2 separate regions of the Zea mays genome follow, and region 2 is linked to region 1. Evidence: chromatin contacts called from public Hi-C data. All regions are on one chromosome and are shown on one strand. The core of a region is the stretch at or near the end of the contact, and the rest is flanking DNA. Distances in the headings are between cores, read along the strand shown.

Region 1 (3,131 bases), core at 189-2,688:
ATTGAGCATTTATTATTTATTTCTGAACCTAGTTTGATCCTCAATCAGCAAGCAACTTATTACATTGTCTTTCATGCAATAAACTACTGGATCAAACATAAAATGCAAGACCTTATCATTGTTTATTTTCCATGTTTTCACATATTTATGCTATTAACCTACCAAATTTACACTTTACAAACTGTGTTGTCTTTTGAATGCCTTAATCTGCAAGACACCCAAGCAATGGAAGACCTACAAGAAATGTACACTAAGTACAAACTCAGAAAAGAATTAGCAATTCCAAATGAACAACATTCGGATTGCATTCATATAGTTTACTAAAGCCAATCAGACAATGGACAAAGAAGATAGGATACTAGAAAAACACAATTATTCTGAGAATATTTATACTACTCTATTAAAAACCTAATGTGGACATCTGGTACTACCACGGCTTCACCCTCCGCGCTGACACTCTGGGCCCGCTCCACGCGCCCTGCCTTGGCGCCATGCCCTGTGGGCCCCACGCGCAGCGCTTTCTCAGCTACTGCCCTGTGGACCGCAGCGCCTGTCCAGTACTCGACCCCGCCCGCGCAGCTACCACCAGACCATACGTAACTTAGTGTTTAGAAATAAACAATAATTATATAAAAAATAGTGCAAAGCGAGCACTCGAACACACGCTCGCCTCCTGCTACAGAAATTTAGGGCTAACCAATAAACCACACGTACCTTAGAGTTTAGAAATACACAATAATTATATTTGAATAAATATCTCAATACATATTTATATGATATATAAAAACCGTAGCAAAACACGGGTAGAATCATTAAAGTTGATATAGAATAGCTAGCAACCTACATCAGCATATCAGATTGAATCTTGTCAGGTTATCCAATTTCAATAAACAGTGGTCCAAAAACCAAGCAATTTACTGTCTCCTCCATTGCTGGTGGCTACCTAACCCAATCCATTCCCTAAATCGCCTCCAGTAAATAATTCCAAGGAACATGGACCATCCATAACCCAAACCATTCACCCCTGATGATCTGGAAACATCATAGAGAGGAAGGAGAGAGAGCGCTAACTAACCGTTGGCGACGGCACCGCGTCCGAATTGGCCTTGCCAGAGGAGGAAGCGAGCCTCCTTGGACCGCACGAAACTCTCAACCTGCGCGAAGAGAAACGGGCTTACACACCCGCGAGCCGAGCCGTGAAGAAGGGGCTAGAACGGAGCGCACCGCGGTGCCGGCGCCCTGAGCTTCGGGGAGGAGGCCACAAGGGCCACGCGAGGAGGAGAAGGCTCCCGGCGCAGGCGGGTCGAGAGGATCCCAGGCAACAACGGAAAGGGCGGTAGCCCCGCCAAGCAACAGCCGTACCCCGCGGCCGTCGTCGCCATAGCCGCCGACTCCTACTTGGACCGAGGAGGCGAGGATAAAGGAAGAGCGAGATCTCACCAGTCACCTCGGTGGACAAGGCACGCAGCAGCCACGGCACACGAGGGCGCACGCCGGCGTGCCGGCGAAGCGCGAACACCGCCGGCGAGCGGCTGGTCGCAGGGGATGTCACTCAGGGCGGAGGCGGAGGGCGGTCGCCGGAGCAGGCGAGCAGCGTGGGCCGGCTTTGGTTCCGCCTGTGTCCATATTGACTTGGCTGGCCCGTTAAGCAATTTAGATGACCTATCCAGCCCATTCCTGTGTTTACCCCTGTCAGCCTTTGGGTTGTGGGCTTGTTGCCTTTTTATCACTGTCCCGAAACTGGGCTAAGTTAAAACCCGAAACTGGGCTATTCCCAAACAGGGGTGGTCGAAACAACAATGCCATGGCAGTGGCACACCGTTTAGCAGCCACGAAAGGGGTGATTTTGCGTGTAGACATCCGGTTTCCTACCCCTGGCAAAGCACACAAGAAAACTTTGTGTTATCATCAGAAGATTCGTGTCGTTAGCTCATTTCGTTTAGTACTCCCTCCGTTCACAATAAATGGTGAATCGTTCTGTTTTTTTTTAAGTTTTTACTATGTATCATATCGAAAGTTAAATATCTAAAAAAGAGTCAAAAAACTTAAAATTTAAAACGGAGCAAGTATATGGCATGAAGAAACAGGAAGAAAATAGTACCTTGGGCATTCATAAATTTGAATCCGGAAGCCGAATTGCGAGATGAAGCACTTGTGCTTTCAATGTATCCATGTGGCTGTTTTCTGGCCTCTAGAACTAGAAGCTTAGCAGAATGGTAGTCACCAAAAATCATTGCAAGAACATGCTCCGTCTCGGAAATGGTGGAACCTACTCCGATCTCTAACGATGATTTCCCGGTTCCAAAGCTGAGAGACTAACTTGATTGCAGAGTGACAATCCTCACAGACTCTCAGGTTCTTCACGATATGGATCGGTAAGCTCGGTGGAAGACTGATGAGACCAAAAGCAATGGCTATCTTCTCACTGTGTGCTAAAAGTGCCTGTTCTTTCTCTTCCTCGTCAACGTCAACTGCTATCCTTGACGTGACTGGAGAATAACCCACAGACTTCAGCCTGCATGCGATCTCCTCCATCATCGCCATGATCTCTAACGTCCAAGGATGCGATTGGTCATTGGCGACGAACTTGTGAACCTGCCCAGCCACAGTGATCGAGCTGTAACCTGCCGTCTTCTTAACTCCCCGTTCTTCCATCAACATCCTTACTCTTTTTGCATCTGCCCACTGTCTAGAGTCTATGTATATGTTGTACAACTGGACATAGACGGCATCCTCCTCAGGGGCTAACTTGAGAAGATGCTCCGCGGCATGTCGGGCTAGGTCAATGTTTTTGTGGACTCTGCAGGCACTCAAGATGGATCCCCATATGACGGCATTTGGTTGCATTGGCATGGTCTGAACAAGATGCATAGCTTCATCCAGAAGCCCGCTGCGAGCGAGCAAATCTATCATGCAGCCATAATGCTCAACCTGAGGGTGTAATTTATGCAACGATCTCATCTCGTTGAAGTGCAGCCGACCTTCGTCGAGCAGACTTGAGTGGCTGCACGCAGTCAGAACAGCAATGTAGGTAACTGACGTGGGCTGAAAACCATCACGCTTCATCTGGCAGAAAGACTCCAGAGCATCCTTACCCATCCCATTGAACGCAAGACCTGCGATCATGGCAG
Region 2 (3,139 bases), core at 86-2,585, 470 kb after region 1:
ATCAATGCATGCAACTATGATGCCCCTTTCTGCTAAGCGTCTGCCTAAAAGGGCTCCCCACCCTTTGTAACTGAGAAATATACAATTTGATATGCAGAGTCATTGAGTCAAGGCAGAATCAGACTTTGCAATAGCAAGAATATCAAAAAATGGTTAGGGGTTCAAGATAGTACATACTTCCACTCACCCTATGATCCACGCTCCACCAGTCACAAACGCAACGACCGGCTTTAACCCTGTTGTACTAGTGGGCATATACAGGTCCAATCTGCAATAAAACTTAATTGCATGGTTTATCAAGCAGAAATATTAGTTAATGGTAGTAGAATCAAATAAAGTACCTGTTTCTTGGCTGATCTCCATATACAACACTTCTATGAACTTGGCTAGAGAAGAAATAATAATATACAACTGGAGTAGAGCAAAATCCATTAAGGTAGTAGCACAGTCAGGTGCAGTGTATGAGTACAATTCTAAGCAGATAAGAAAACAATGGCAAATCTGGAGCAACGCCAACCTTGAATAAAACCTGGCATCAGCAAGAGGGTATAACAGCAGAGGGCTAGGAACTGCCGAATCCATCTGTAGCCTATCCTGCATAAATTTAACAAGTTATTACAATAAACTGACCAAAAGCATGTAGTCTCGTACAAGGCCGTCTGAACACGCTTCCAATCAACTTATATCTAGAATATATCACTTAGATTGATGATAAATATGGAAGGTCACACAAATTGTCCCGTTTTTTTTTCAACACATACATTCTTTCTGCGCATACAAATTTGCAAATGACATTGAGCACGTAGGTGTACCAGGAGAGCAAGCAATGCACAGGCGAAACTGTCCAAGTCCAAGTAGAGGTTGCAGTACACTAGTTTCAGAGCAGCGGAGTTGATGCGTACCCGAGGTAGCGGAGGAGGATCAGGGTGAGCCTCGTGAGGAGGAAGGTCTCGGCGGCGGCCCGGCCGACTTCGCGGCGGAAGGAGCCGCTGCGCTGCGCGAACCGCCCGCACGCCGCCCGGCGCCGCACGCCCGCGTCGGGGAGGAGCGGCGCATCCTCCGCCGGGGGCGACGCAGAAGCGGCTTCAGGGGACGGCGGCAGGGGCGTGCTCGTCTGGGAGGTCTGCGCGGCGAGCTCCACCTTCATCGGGGCGACGCGAGACTCCCGAGGCGGGGGCTTCTCCGTGGTGCGGATCGGAACCGGTTCAAAGCTGGGAGAGCGACGGCTTCTTGTGGCCAGGCAGCAGCTCCGGCGGCCACCGAGGCGGAACCGCGCTGCGGCCCGCGGAGAGGCCTCGGCGAGCGAGAGCACGGAGGCGTACGGCGGGTCCGGTGCTCCGTCCGGCGGATGGCGGCCAGGAAGATGTGATTCTGTGACCGGGACGCTGACACGTAGACCCCGCATGTCCCGAGCCCACATGTCAACCTCTTATTAGTATTTTTTTTATTATAACGTCGACTTGTCCCGTTCTTTTTTTTATTCGCGGCCGGCCCATGTGACGTCCGATCACGTCTATCCGGCCCATATCCGGTTTGAAACGCGAGAATTTTTTTACCTTATGTTTTTGTGAAATTCCAGAAATTCTGATATCCATACAAAATTACTGTGTTCTCTAGCGGTCCTAAACGACTCTTGGGCTACACATACCTCTCAGTTGGATTGGAGCACAAGATCCACGGTCCACCTGCCGAGCTCGCCAATTATACTGGGCCGACCTTCCATGCATTGGGCTTTTCTGTCAGCCCATCTACCGCAATTCGTTCAGACGTTCACGGCCCATCCTGGTGTCCGTCCTCTTCCAGGGGGAGAAATTCCGGGGAGACGGGAGCGGCGAGGTTGGCGCGCGCCGATACGGCGGCGGAATTCCGGCGACCGGCTCAACGATCCATAGCTTTCTTTTTGTAATCTGCTCCGCCAGCCGAAGCACCGGGCGTTGTCGCTCAACCTAACCATGGCGTCAACCTCCTCTCCCCACCGGAAGTTGCTCCACTCCGTAAACCTCTCTCTGCCCCGCACCCGATAAACCCCTCCCATTTCCGATCTCAATTCCAAACTACACCTCCTAACAGAATTTTCCGCGCCTCTGTTTCAGCTGGTGTACTGGGCGGTGCAGCGCTGCCGGATGTCGGAGTTGCCGTGCCGGCTCACGGTCTCCCTCAAGCGCCCCGCCGAACCCGCCAGCTCCCCGCCGCTGCGCGTCTCCGGTAACAAAGTCTGCGGCGGCGTTCCATCCTTAATTCCGATTATTACGTTGCCGTGTAACATTAGTTTAACGCAAACATTTGGTGGACTATCGCAGTTTCGGACACGGGGGTGGGGAGCAAACTGGAGGAGTTCCTGGAGCTCGACGCCCTGGCGCGTGAGATTCCCGTAGAGAGATGGGGTATGTGATCACTGTGATGCTCACCTGCTCGTCCAGATCAATGCGATTAGTGATTACGACTTGACATTCGTTTATAATAATGTTAATACATCCAGAATTAAAGATTGTTCGATGGTAAGGTGGTCAAATGTTCTTTACTTACACTGTCCTTAACGGCCATAGTTTTAAATGAATCTTCAGATGGAGTACCAACTTTTGAGTGACAACTGACAATGACTTGGACAACAGAAATGGAGTAATTCTTGTTTTTCGTTCATCTTCCTTTGTCTTATGTGGTTTCTATCTGCTTTGCAGATGGCACACTCTTAGTCACAACTACTGGTATGTTTTCTGTTTCACTGCACGATGTAGTTCAGTGTTCTGTTTGTGTTATGAATATCGGTTGATGCGAAGTACTGTACTAGGAGTTCATTAATTCTACATATTCTAAATTGGTTGGTTGGTTGTGCTGGTCCAACAGAGCAGGTTGGTATCTTGAGAATTCACCTGACAAAAAAAATGATAAACTTGGTAGCAATGGTAAGAAACAGATAAATGGAATCCTAATAAAGATGGGAGCATTCGGTGGTCAGACTCTCACCGCGATTCACTGAAATTTTCTCATATCTTGATTTCCTCACTACTTTCATTTGTTATTCATGCTTTTTTCTTCTCCTTATATGTTTTCTTCTTTTGTGATGTAGTTTTCGTTACAGTTTGTCATAATATGCAAGTTCTAAACCTAAAAACACACATGATTATATAGTAGAAGAGTA

What was found. A called contact is a pair of places that touch in the nucleus more often than the background predicts.
Region 2: a Hi-C map of leaf shows a contact between it and region 1, with 2.7 times the contacts expected there. The contact joins the promoter of LOC100280207 here to the promoter of LOC542050 in region 1. A contact is called at or near these places in 9 of 25 Hi-C or Micro-C datasets (bundle sheath, ear, endosperm and 3 more).

What each region holds. Positions count from the first base shown.
Region 1 is chr5:60,416,238-60,419,368 of Zm-B73-REFERENCE-NAM-5.0, forward strand. LOC542050 reads right to left here and starts at 1,439. Exons shown (of 4, transcript NM_001111689.1): 1 at 1,225-1,439; 2 at 1,076-1,154. The coding sequence starts at 1,382.
Region 2 is chr5:60,882,535-60,885,673 of Zm-B73-REFERENCE-NAM-5.0, forward strand. It overlaps LOC100280207, which reads right to left and starts at 1,336. Exons shown (of 11, transcript NM_001361030.1): 1 at 903-1,336; 2 at 518-594; 3 at 342-411; 4 at 188-268; 5 at 1-70. The coding sequence starts at 1,147. LOC103626426 (Type 2 DNA topoisomerase 6 subunit B-like) reads left to right here and starts at 1,770. Exons shown (of 12, transcript XM_008646836.4): 1 at 1,770-1,994; 2 at 2,094-2,205; 3 at 2,301-2,384; 4 at 2,679-2,705. The coding sequence starts at 1,953.